Linked DNA regions of Mus musculus: regions 1 and 3 are each linked to region 2. Evidence: chromatin contacts called from public HiChIP or PLAC-seq data. All regions are on one chromosome and are shown on one strand. Each heading gives the region's core, a stretch centred on a gene start, on an enhancer-like site or on the middle of the called end of the contact. The rest is flanking DNA. Distances are from core to core; before and after follow the strand shown.

Region 1 (4,271 bases), core at 448-2,947, 130 kb before region 2:
GGCCCTGTGATCCCTCCAATAGTTGACTGTGAGCATCCACTTCTGTGTTTGCTAGGCCCCGTTATAGTCTCACAAGAGACAGCTATATCAGGCAGGGTTCTGAGGCCTCTTTCAATGTTCAGACATCACAAGTCGGGACTTTGGGGCTTCTAATGTAAAGGGCAGCCTCCACGTGTTCTCTGTGTCTCCAAGTGCTTTTTTTTTTTTTTTTTTTCCTCCTGGAAGATGACCAGATATGGCCCACAGACAGAATCAGCACTGACTACACACCCATGTTTTCCTTTCCCCTTAAAAAATTCAAGATTGTGACCCACATTGGGTACTTTGCAGCAAGCTTGCTAAGTCTTGACCAACTTGGTTTTGGAATAATGAACAATGAGTCAGAGTGGAACCATTCAAAGAAACCCACAAAACATTTCTTCGAGAAAAGATTTGCGGGTAAGGAAAATGATGCTCAGATGTCTAATACGCCCTGCTTGTGGTCATGTAGAGTAGGTTATCCTCATGAAAACTGGAGAGGTACTTGTGCTTTGCACTAATCCTCCTTGTTTATTCATGGAAGTATTAATTGCCTTATTTCTTATTTCCCCCAAGTAAGGGCAAAAGGTAGCTCCCGATACTGGGTCCAGGAAGAATAAAGCTAAGTAAGATTATACACTGGCCATTTCTTATGTAAAGTGCTGCCCTTCATAGAGAGACCTTAGGAATTGTTCTCTTCCTGGGACAGCCAGTGAGTGTTAACTGCTGGAAGCATCTCTCAGCAGTCTACGTAGACAGCTTATTATTTTGAGGGCTGTGAAATGCCATTTAGGTATGGATTGATGTTCTTTTGTTGTTGATCCTCAATCTTCTGAAACAGGAGACCTCAAGGGGTCTATTTTCATGAAATGCCCACCAAAATTTTGCCTCAGTCTGAGCCAACTAGTGGATCACTGATTGCCAGTGCCCAGATGATGACTACCGCCGTGTTTCTCAACCTTGCCATGAGGATAGCACTCTGTGATCTGTGACAATGAGTAGTGAAGTCATTCTTAGGGGCTTCTGGGACAGCTTTCTTTGTGCTCATCCACTGAGTTGATGGTTGGTGACTTGAGGACATGATGCATGAATCACAACCTCTGCCCTGATGTCTAAGGTACTACCGTCTGACTTCCAAGACAACTGTGATGAGTCAGATCTCGCCTCTTAGTAGTTAGTTACTTGTGCTGTTTGGAGGGTCTCAGATAAGCCCTTGGGAAGTTTGTCAGCTGGTCTGGTTGACTAGCAGGATTTTGTTTCCCATAATCGGGTGGCCATTTAATAACCTTCTTTGCCTTTGGGTTCCCAAGTTAATAGAGCTCTGAAAAATATAATCCCTTCTAATTAAGTTTTACCACATGGTTTAATGCTATAAAGACTTTTACCAGGGGGCTTAGGTCATACTACAAATGCCCCTCTTCCCACTCATGTGGGGGGACGTCTCTGCTTGCTTTGAAACTGAAGTGTTCCCAGATAGTATAACCTTCCTTCAGTTCTTACACGTAGGCTTCCTTATGGGCTTTGATTCTAAAAGAGTAGTTAGACAGTGCTCCTCAGACTGGACTGGGGCTGAGGGTTCTGAAGGCATCCTGCCCCCCCATGAATGCTAAGCAGTCCCGGTGACCACAATGTGGTTGACATTGTCCCAGTGAATGACAGGGCTTGAGAGATGGGGAAACCACACAGCCGTAAGAACTGGCAAGCTTCCACACTTACTGTGTGCCAGAAGAGGAGCCCAGTGGTTTACATGTGCTCTATTATCTGATTTTTCATCATAGTCCAAGAAATGCTTCTATATTCCCACTTTGCAGATGCGACTGTTGAGGCTCTGAAAGGCCAAATTATTTGCCTAAAGCCGTATACACAGTGACAGACTTATGTCACTTGTGTAATTTGGATCCATGGGCTGTTGAATTCTGGAACCTATACTTTAACTGTTATACTGGCTTAGTTCTGTGCAGATACTGCCAGCATCAAGAACAAACTGTATCTAGATATAAATAACACATAAATATGAGCAGGCCTGGTTCATGGACATATTCCTTTAGAGCTCTAAGGAACAAGTTAGCTTTGTGACTTTGACAGAAAACAGAAGGTAGGTTGTGAAGTTTCTTGGGTAATTCTAGGTACTTGGACACCTGTTCAGCTATTCTGGGATTCTGTGGTGGGGGTAAGGGGATACAGGGAGGGTGAGGTCATTATTGCAAAAACCATTTCCTGAAAGCTTGACTTCAGGAAATGCAGGAGCATTAAAAATACCCATTGTGTGGGAGCCGTGGCCAGATCATGACTCACATTTAACAATTGTGTCCATAGGTCACAAAGGATTTGAGGAACATAGGAGATATTCATACTAAACTCTGTCTGTGGGTGGTTCATTATGAAGCGTTCAGTAGGTTGCGAATCATGTTACCATTTCAAGAGTGACATTTACAAGTTTTCCTGGAAACTGTGAGGCCAGACTTCTTCATTCATACATTGATTTGCAATTAGTTGTCCACCTACTAAGTACAAGGAACTGCATTAGTTCCCTTAGGATATTAGAAAAAGAACTAAGTTGCGTTCTTGACCTTTGCGGTGTGTAGGAAGCACCTGCAGGAAAATGGCCTTCTTTGTAAATTTGCCCACATCTTTGCTTTCACAAAAGGAAGGCCAACTCTTAAAGGAAGATGCTTCAGTTCATTTCCACCACAAAGAAAGGGCTCTAAGTAAATCTGCCAACTCTCAGAACTTATTCCCAGCAATCCCTGGGAGAGGCTTGGCTTGGGCTTGGTAGGTACTTTTTCTGTCATTGTAAGAATGAGACCAGGTGAAGGGAACAGAAATTATTAATTGAATGATCCTGTGCATTTTTTTTAAAATTGGCACTGAGAATGTTTTTGTTTATTATTTCTAATTTATATTTTATTCAAAGTTATATATTCTAAATAAGATATATACATATGCATTACAAAAGGCAGTAATAATCTTCTCCTAGGAAGCTACCCCAAACCCAAGGTTCAGAATAGCATCAATACTTTGCATTTCCCTATGCCTTCTTTCTCTGTCCTAGCATCCCATCTCTCCCCTTTGGAGGAAGCCATTGTCTTGAAACTATGCTTACAAGATAGAGAATGGAGGTCTCAACTCCTCCAGTCTGTTCACGATGAGGCAAAGCTGAAGGAGAAGTAGCTCAGTACTCAGGGTTCATTTCACCATGGCAGAAAGACTCATATTGGTGGCTGTGTTTATTTCCATACAGGCTCCTACTGGTTACATGGAGACATAGTGTCTGGCAAAGGAGTGGATCATCTGAAGACCTTGGTATTAGAAGTGAGTCCAGGACCAATCCTAATGAATGACTCTGTAGGAACCAGGCAGATATGAAGGCTAGGGTGATGGCTCAGTCAGGAAGAGCTCTTTCTGTGAAAGTATGAAAACTGGACTTAAACCCTAGAATCCATATAAAATAGTAGATGCAGTCACATGTGCACCTATAATCCCAAGTGTCTGGGAGGACAGAAAACAAGAGGGTCACTGGGGCTTGCTGGCCACCAGCCTGGTAAATAAGGCAGAGGACAACAAAACAGGGTGCTTGATGCCTTCCTCTGGCCTCCATTGAGATACACCTCCCTGGGAATGAGAATGCTTGTGCTCACTCACCACACACACACACACACACACACAGAATCACAGGATATTTTATAAAAAGTAATAAGAAACTATTTAGTATATATTATTTAATATTCTAATTTTTTATTGTTTTGAAAAATTCAACTAAATACCACAAGTTAATAACTGGTGATCAAAATAAACTTCAGAAGGCTGAAATATTAGCTCACTAGAAACACGGAGGAAAACATGTTATTATCAACTCTTCGGAGAGGCCATGATCTTTTTTTTTTTTAAACTTTGAAATGACAGAGGAAACCACAAGGAGAAATGATTGACACTTGCAGTTACGTAAGAAAATGGTAAATATACAACCAGCAATATAACTTAGGCCAGCAGATGGAAGCGACTTTTATCTAACATGACACCCAAGCTCTCATCTGTGGGGGAACCTCCCAGGAAGCTGAGTACAGTGGCAAACTCTTTCCAATGTGTTGGATGCAGAAGGAATAGAGAAAGATGGGCTCCAGGTGGGAACAAGACATCTGTTCACACTATGCATGAGGAGAAGGTTGTGGGCCTGATACCCAGCTATGTCTCCTGACTCTTTGGGAACTGGGGAATTGGAATGGTTCTAGGACAAAGGAGATTGTTGCGATCTA
Region 2 (4,239 bases), core at 1,492-3,991:
GGATGGTGTTTGGAGTTTCTGGATTAGATTTACTAGGCATCTTTAGTAAGTACTGTCACTCATTCTTCAAACATACTGACTATATGTGTGCTATAACACAGCCATTATAGAGAAGTTGATTTATGGACCTTCTGAGTTAGTACACCTGGAGGTGGAGACTTTATTGTTCTGTACAAAATAAAACAAAATACCAGAGCCTGAATAATTTATAAAGAGTAAACATTTAGTTCTCACAGTTCTAGAAGTTGCAAAGTCTAATATCTTGTTTTGTATTTTCAACTTTGTGTGTGTGTGTGCGTGTGTGTGTGTGTGTGTGTGTGTGTGTGTGTGTGCAGTGCCTCAACTGGCCAGAAGGGGTTGTCAAATTCCTTGGGGATAGAGTCCCAAGAGTTAATCATCTGTCCAACATGGGTACTGGGAACCAAACTTGGATCCCCTGTAAGAGCAGTACTTTCTCTTAACTGCTCAGACATCTCTCTAGCCTGAGAACTCTGATAGATTCAGTTATTTTTATGAGGTCTACTTCTCACTTCCCAGGCTGTATCTGCTAGTTGCAAGAAACCTACATCTCCACAGAGAAGGAGGAGAGTAGTGAGTCCTTTTAGTCAAGCTCTCAGCCTTACATAAAGAGGGACCTCATAACCTATTTACCTCCCATAGGCCCCTCCTCCCAATACTACCATCTTCATGTTCAAGCTATCTAGCAATGGATCTGAGAATTCACAAGTTCCCAAATACCTTGTACACCGCAAATATACTCATTAAATACAGAGTATGGGCTTTTATGGAACCTTACTTTGGTGGTGTGGCTACCTGGATGGTCAATAATTAGATGGAGACTCAGGTTTCCATACTTACTGACTTGGGGAGATTGAAGCCGTATTTATTTTTCTCTTTTATCTGATCATATTTTTAAACTTGCCGGTCTTGAACCTCGCTACTCCAGTACATGTCAGTCAAAACTCTACTTGGCTCTGGATGTCAGTTCTTGTTGCAAAGTGTGAAGATTTAGGAGAGAGGTGTTGCTTTCTTCTTGCAGCACCCAGCTCGCTCTTCTTTTGGTAATGACTGTCAGTCACAGGGTGACTATGGCAAGTCCTGTGAATGTTTCACAAAGACCCCAGATCCTAATCCCTGGAGCCTGTGAAGATGTGAGCTGGCAAGAGACATTGCAGGTATAATTAGGGTTATGAACTTTAAGATATAATGTTGTGAATGTGCTGGCGGATGAGACACAATCATATGAGGCCTTTAAAGCAAAGGACAGGGACTGGGAGGTAGCTCAGTTGTTGCCATGAAAACACAAGGATATTCTAGAAGCTGCATTAAGGGTTGGGGAATGGAGGATCATGCTTATAAACCTGGGACTGGAGAGGCAGAGACAGACAAATCCCTGAGATTCCATGACTAGCCTTATTCATGAATTTCAGGCCAAGGAGAAACCCTGTCTCCATGACACCTGAGGTTAACTTGGGCCTCCACACGACTCTGAATGGAGTCCCAGCAATGAAGCTTTTTGCTCTGGGACAGTCAGAGAGGCATATTAAAAAAGGAACCCAACACACTTGATGTTGGGGTGAACCAAAGCAGATTTCAGCTGGGAAAGGCTCTTAACTTATGGCATGCAAGGCATCAGGAGCCTCAGTTACATAGCTATCAGGAACTGACTTTGGACCAGGTTCGTGAGTCGCATGAACCTGGAAGCAACTTCTCCCTCCGAGAATCCAGTAAAGAAGCCAAGCCCACTAACACCTTGGTATGACCTAGTAAGCACGTTGCTTAGCGACAAATCTCATATTTTTTTTCTTACAAATAAATGGGGTACCTCTCTGAAAACACCAGCACTCCAGCCTACAACAACGATGTCCTTCCTTAATGGCTCTTCTGTCCTGGCGACTCCTTATGTCCCAGCACCTTCCTTATAACTATGAAGTCCTGACTCTAGGTGCACTAACTACCAAGTTCCCTGATATCTTTTCTCAAGTTTGATCTTTGATAATAATTCCCTAGATCCTTACGTACTCATCTCCCTCCACCCCTAACAGCAATAATCATAAAAAAAACCCAAACAAACCATTGACAGATACTTGTCAGTAAGGACGGCATGCTGGAATAATATACTATATTATTGACCATATATTATCGAAGAAGAAAATTTAGGCACAAGAAACCTAAGCAAAGTTTCCCAGGATCACAAAGTGTCAGAGGCAGTCACTAGGCACTCCTGACTAAAGAATAGGACTAGCCATTCACTCTCTGCTGTAGCCCCCGGTACTTAGTTCTCCGGCGAGTTTAGCTGCCAGACTGCCAGTGTCTCAGACATCCAGCACCCGGCTCTGTTTGGGGTAAGCTTTTCACCAGTTCATTTCACTTTGACATTTTGTACTTCACCAAGTGTGTGCCACTCCGGTGGTTAATAAGCAGCTGACAGGATCAACATAAACTGCTGGGTGACGTGTAAATTAGCAGCGCCTATAGGAACACTAAGAGAAACCACACAGAATTTAAACACTGTGACTTTAAAGGCTGCTTATAAGACCAAGGCCCTCAATTCCTTCAGTTCACTTGGGCTGGGGGCGGGGAAACCCCCCAAAACAGAGCAGCCCAACCACTTTTCCCTCAGCTGTGATGCACAGATGATTTCCGAGAAGAGAAGTGAACTTTCAGAGGTTTCTCGATCAGCTGCTGGGCGACATCCGGCATCCGGTCTAACCACGAATCTCAGATGTCATAGCAACACAGGTCACTGGGAACCCAAAATAGTCCTGCCCAGAGCTCTTTCCACTTCTCACTTGAGCATGTGCGGGAAAGGTGTCTGTCTGTCAGCCAGCACCTGCTGCTCTTCAGAGACTGGGTGATGCGCGCCGCCGCCGCTGCTGTTGTTTAATCAGCCTTGTCTATCCAGCAGCAACCCTTTCTAGACAAGCTCTTTTCCTTTTATCCACGAGTCTCCCAGACTCTTTCGGATCCACACGCACATGTGGTGATCCACAGGGCTTGACAATGTGTGAAATCCCCTCTAATCCCGGGCCCTTCCTCGCTTCACTCCAAAGCTCGATGTTTTCCTTTTGTAGAAACTCACTGGAGGCCTTAAGAGAGATAACGTGCAAGAAAGACTATTTGGCTCTTCCAGAGCTCGCTGTCGCCTCGCCTCAAGTCGCGCGTATCATTTGATCACAGTTCCTGGCTCCGTGTCTGCAGAGAGACACTCCGCTGCAATAAGCAGTTTACTCCTAAAGAACTCACTATTCTGCCTTCTCCTCCCAAGTGCTGGCATCACAGGTGTGTATCACCGCGGCCAGCTGACAATGCAGATTGGATTTGAGATCTTAAAAAAATTCACTGGGTTTTCCTGAGAACAATGTACATGTACGTCATCAAACCCAAGCTCTTGACTCTAGCTGCATATGTATCAAAAGATGGCCTAGTCGGCCATCACTGGAAAGAGAGGCCCATTGGACACGCAAACTTTATATGCCCCAGTACAGGGGAACGCCAGGGCCAAAAAAATGGGAATGGGTGGATAGGGGAGTGGGGGGAAGGGTATGGGGGACTTTTGGGATAGCATTGGAAATGTAATTGAGGAAAATATGTAATAAAAAATATTTTTAAAAATACCAATAAGGAAACGGGGATGACGGAGTAAAGCAGCTGAATTTATCCCGAGAGAAGTGTATTGTTTTAAGATGAGAAAGAAGGACATTTTGGGATGTGGGGGATGCTGAGTGCTTCATATATGCTGACGATATACTCTTTCCATAGAGCTACATAGCCATCCCCCAACAATAATTTTTAGCTGCACATTTCTATTGAGTTTAAACAGCTCATGCACAAAATTTGCTACAATAAGACACCACGAGAAAGTTCCCCTCTCTCAATTTCTGCAAAATCCTTCTTGGAGACAGATGGTCTCGGATATTCTGTGGATCAATCCACGTTTTTAATTTTAGTGTAATGATGATATAAAAAACTATACAAGGAAGCTATACCTTGCATTCTGGTCTGTCCGCAGTCTACCATTATGTGGCACAATGCTCTCTCTCAGGATGCTAGGTAGCACCAAGTTGCAGCAGCTGTCAGCCAGACGTGCGCTCGTGAAAGGTAACATTGCTCTTTTGCAATAGACACAAGTTATTAAGCTATTGTATTTGGTAGCGCAGGCTTGAGATGTTTCCAGCCTACAGTGGACTATGGGGATAGAGGAAAAACTCCCAAGAATGTTGCATCTGACATGGTATT
Region 3 (4,350 bases), core at 1,798-4,297, 240 kb before region 2:
TGCTAGCTCTCCCCGTGCATATCTCTCTCAGTGCAAAGTTGGAGTTGACTAGTCTCAGTGGCCTTGTTATCATCCTGTGGTCTTGCATGTATAGTGGCTGTTGTCTGCTGTCCATAGGCTAGGTATGCAGGCTGGGTGGTGTACGAAACACAGCTGCCTAGAAGCCTGGGTTGTGGTGACTGGAACAGCTGTGGTGTCATAAACACCAGTATCAAACTTGGGCAGGCTGGCTGTATGCCTGTGTTCTGTTGAACAGTATCAGCTGTGGGGGGCTGTCCATAGTCTGCACATAGGTGACAGTGGTCTGACCCTGAGTACAGCTGACATCAGTAGCTTGTCCATAGGTTCCATATATTTTTGCCCATCTGTCTGGATGACATGGGTTGGATTGGATGAGTGCTTTTAGTATTATAGCCATACTGGGTGACAGGTTGGCTGTAGATACTGTAACCTGTGGACTCCATTTCTCTCCTAAGCGTATTAAAAATCAGCTACTTAAGGAAATCCTAAGAAATATATTTTTAGAATAAAGAGATGATTTTTCTTTAATATATATTGTATAAAGTTAAAATAAAGAATATATATTTATATACCTTATGAACATATAAAAACATAAATAATATAGTTGTATAATGTATTATATACTATATATTATTATATAGTTATATTGTTTATATTTATGTATGTAATATATTATGTATAATTATATATTATGTAATTATAGATATTATAACTATACATTACAATGGATAATATAAAGATATATAAAGAATACAGTGTATTTACGTTTCTTTAAGATACATGTATAAGATTATCTTTAAACACATATAAATATATTATATATAAAGATATAAATCTTATACATGTATAATAAAGATATATATTACATATAAAGACATATAAAATAAAAAATAAGGGGCTGGAGAGATGGCTCAGTGGTTAAGAGCACTGACTACTCTTCCAGAGGTCCTGAGTTCAATTCCCAGCATCACATGGTGGCTCACAACCATCTGTAGTGGGATCTGATGCCCTCTTCTGGTGTGTCTGAAGACAGATACAATGCACTCACATACAAAAAATAAATAAAACTTAAAAAAACATATCGTATATAATAAATATCTATATTATACATATATATGCATATTTATTATTATAGATTATAGTTTCTAGACCTAGCCAGGACTCCAGTGCTCTAAATGCTCTCAGGAGATCTGTGCTTTTTATATTTTAATGGAAGCAGCAATGAGGATATTTACTGAGGTTGGGGATATTTAAGGAGTGAGGCAGGGAAGGGGGCAGGTGTGGGAGATGCCTGGGGCCCCTCTGGTTGCAGGGCTGCCTATAGCCTGGTGGGGAAAGTGCAGCAGGTTGCTGTCAGTCCAAGGAGGTAGTTATGAGACTGTGGCTTAAGCATAGTGGTGGGGATCAGAAGTGGAGGAGGCTTATGAAACATTTTGGGGACCCCCCCCCCCCGAATAGCTGGAGGTGTTAAAGCTTAGAGCTAAGATCACCGTGGTTTTGCGTTTGTGTTATCCTGGCTAGGACCACTCAGGTGTCACGGCAAATCTAGACTTTCAGAGTTTGCGGTGATGGATACGATTGAGTTTTTGTCTTCATCAAGTCTAAATCTGTTCATTAGTTCTAAGATTTTGCTTGATTTGAAAGGACTGGATTTGGGGCCTCAGAAGATGAAGACATGTAAAATAAATTAAAGACATCAGAGTAGTAACTGTTTTGTTCTGTTTTCTGTTTGTTTGCTTTTCAAGACAGGGTTTGTCTAGGTAGCCCTGGCTGTCCTGGAACTCTATATGTAGACCAGGCTGGTCTCAAACTCAGAGATCCATCTGCCTCTGCCTCCTGAGTACTGGGATTAAAGGTGTGTGCTACTAACACATGGCACTATTAACCTTGACTATGAAATACACTTTAATACTGAAAACACTGAGGTGTAAACTGTTCATAGCTGCACTTTTAGCCTTGAGAAGATAACCTTATAAAAACCACAGAACCTCAACATTGAGGTGTGTAGGTAAATAGACCACAGAAGTTGCTTCCTGTCTAGTTCCTCAATCGCTCTTTGATGTTAAGGTGAACTTAAAGGTTTTGTTACTTGGAGGTCAAGGTGAGGCTGTGCTGTCCTGTAGTGTAGTCATGACCGTAACAGTGATGGGCGCAGACTGATGACCATTGAAGTTACTGCATCCGAAGCTTCGAGTGCCCGAGCTCTAGTTCCCTCTGTAACAGGTTCTTAACCCCATTTTACAGACAAGGAAACCAGGACTCAGGATTTTGTTGTTCCCTATTTTTATTTTCCCCAGGCAGGGTCTTGTGAGTCCATACTGGAGTCTAACTAACTATCTAGCAGAGAATATCCTTGAACAAGAGGGTAGCCTCTTGCTTCCATACCCTGGATGCTGGAACAAAGGGCCAGCATCACCACACAGCTTCCCAGCTCAGAAGGTTTAAATATCCCAAGGCTACAAAGCTACAAGATGATGGAAACATGATTTGAAATACATGATTTGAAATTTGACTGCTGCAAAGCTCACATGTCAAAGGCAGGGGAAGGTGAAATGGTTAAGGCTTAAATCAAGGTAAAACCATGGGCAAAATGTCGAGAGTCCTAGCACGGGACTGCGGTTCAGCATAAGGCTGTGAAGTTCCTTTCTTAGCTCAGTCATAACAACCAGACATGGCAGGCAGAGAGCACTTTGTGTGCACTGCCTTTTGATTCTAACGGCAGCCTAGAGGAGCTACTACAGTGCCCGTTACACAGACAAGGCAACTGAGGCTGTAAAGACAGTTTGGTAAGTTTCAACTAGCGTCTGTTTGGCTCCAAGCGGTGCTCACGAATGTAAATTATCTTTTGACCGACCGACGTGACTTCTGTTTTTCCTGACGAACCACGGTGTCTTTTCAAAAACCGGGTTTCTCTTTCTGTCCCTGTTCCCAAGTCTTTTAGGTTGCCTGTGACCACTTTTGTAGCCCCAGCTTCATTATCCAGGTTCACACCGGAGGATCCACATGGTGGCACTGTAACCTCACACAGTTAAAACATGAGGAAAAAGGAGGAAAAAAAAAAAAACCCACTTGTTTCCACTGCACTAGGCAGGCCAGACTCAAGTCTGACAGACAGTCATGGACAGGCAGACTGGCCTTAATTAGACCGGCTTTAGCATTCTACCCTTTCTGGTTACAGACACACAGAACGCATTCTCCTCCAGCTACACCCAGGAGTGAAGATTCCAGAGACCCCATGCCCAATGGCAGGGTGTTGATCCTAACTAATATCACAACATCTAAGAGCACACCACCAAGACCTCTCCAAAGCCAGGAAATGCATGACTATCCCTTTCAAAATATTTTTTATCTGACTCTCATAAGCCCCTATCTCTTTAGACTTTCTGAAGTGGTGGGCTTTCTGAGAGAACAAAAGGAGGGAAAGACAGACAAATTAGGGAGAAAGGAAAAGGATCAACTCTCTGCATACATGACATTAAGTGCAGTACCCAATATCCCCAGACACACTTCCTTATGCATGGGAAGGCTTACCCAGTTTCTGTCTTGCAGGCTGTAAGATATATTAAAGGTATAAATTCATGATGTATCTTTAGGTGTTTGGTGATGCAAGCTGTTTCTTCAGTACTTTGCTTTCTTTGCTTCCAACTAAGAAAAAAAAAAAGACCAAGATCCTTCCATGTCACAGGAGGGAGGAAGACTTTCCAAGAGGGCAGATCTATAGACAAAGAGAAATCTTGCCAGTCTAGGAATGTAAAAAAAATATGCATAAGGTTGATGGAACAAAAATATTTTTACCCAGATGTAGCTGTCTCTTGTGAGACTATGCCGGGGCCTAGCAAACACAGAAGTGGATGCTCACAGTCAGCTAATGGATGGATCACAGGGCTCCCAATGGAGGAGCTAGAGAAAGTAGCCAAGGAGCTAAAGGGGTCTGCAACCCTATAGGAGGAACAACATTATCAACTAACCAGTACCCCGGAGCTCTTGACTCTAGCTGCATATGTATCAAAAGATGGCCTAGTCGGCCATCACTGGAAAGAGAGGCCCATTGGACAGGCAAACTTTATATGCCCCAGTACAGGGGAACGCCAGGGCCAAAAAGGGGGAGTGGGTGGGTAGGGGGTGGGTGGGTATGGGGGACTTTTGGTATAGCATTGGAAATGTAAATGAGCTAAATACCTAATAAAAAATGGGAAAAATAAATAAATAAATAAATAAACAAATTAATAAATAAAAATATTTTTATTTGTATATTTTTAAGTCTTTTTGAAGTAGATAGCAACCAGAGAGAATCATGCTTTTCAAGATAAGTGGCAAGATTCACACTCA

The links. HiChIP or PLAC-seq counts read pairs in DNA pulled down with a chosen protein or histone mark.
Region 1: a contact with region 2 is called in a CTCF HiChIP or PLAC-seq map of CD8 T cells, with 18 read pairs. The contact joins two enhancer-like sites. A contact is called at or near these places in 1 of 15 datasets of contacts at CTCF or cohesin (CD8 T cells), 7 of 484 Hi-C or Micro-C datasets (CD4 T cells, the HPC-5 cell line, bone marrow-derived macrophages and 4 more) and 8 of 115 datasets of contacts at active chromatin or transcription factors (CD8 T cells, the HPC-7 cell line, bone marrow-derived dendritic cells and 4 more).
Region 3: a contact with region 2 is called in an H3K27ac HiChIP or PLAC-seq map of bone marrow-derived dendritic cells, with 6 times the contacts expected there. The contact joins two enhancer-like sites. A contact is called at or near these places in 1 of 15 datasets of contacts at CTCF or cohesin (large pre-B cells), 6 of 484 Hi-C or Micro-C datasets (CD4 T cells, Th17 cells, bone marrow-derived dendritic cells and 3 more) and 3 of 115 datasets of contacts at active chromatin or transcription factors (CD8 T cells, bone marrow-derived dendritic cells and memory CD8 T cells).

The regions. Positions count from the first base shown.
Region 1 is chr10:96,236,789-96,241,059 of GRCm38.p6, forward strand. All of the region lies in intron 1 of 4930459C07Rik (RIKEN cDNA 4930459C07 gene), which reads left to right. The region is part of intron 2 of Gm40747 (a long non-coding RNA gene); the gene reads right to left. Among named protein-coding and RNA genes, the nearest start is that of 4930459C07Rik, 13 kb to the left of the region's middle. Within about 2 kb of position 1,698, at least 87 of the 459 cell types and tissues checked have an H3K27ac peak or open chromatin away from gene starts, as enhancers often do. A contact at or near this core is called in CD8 T cells, bone marrow-derived dendritic cells, bone marrow-derived macrophages and 2 more, where this site is marked.
Region 2 is chr10:96,368,445-96,372,683 of GRCm38.p6, forward strand. No RefSeq gene overlaps it. Among named protein-coding and RNA genes, the nearest start is that of Gm33782, 61 kb to the left of the region's middle. Within about 2 kb of position 2,742, at least 119 of the 459 cell types and tissues checked have an H3K27ac peak or open chromatin away from gene starts, as enhancers often do. A contact at or near this core is called in CD8 T cells, Th17 cells, bone marrow-derived dendritic cells and 4 more, where this site is marked.
Region 3 is chr10:96,129,279-96,133,628 of GRCm38.p6, forward strand. It overlaps the pseudogene Gm48425. Among named protein-coding and RNA genes, the nearest start is that of Gm40746, 49 kb to the right of the region's middle. Within about 2 kb of position 3,048, at least 52 of the 459 cell types and tissues checked have an H3K27ac peak or open chromatin away from gene starts, as enhancers often do. A contact at or near this core is called in CD8 T cells, Th17 cells, bone marrow-derived dendritic cells and 2 more, where this site is marked.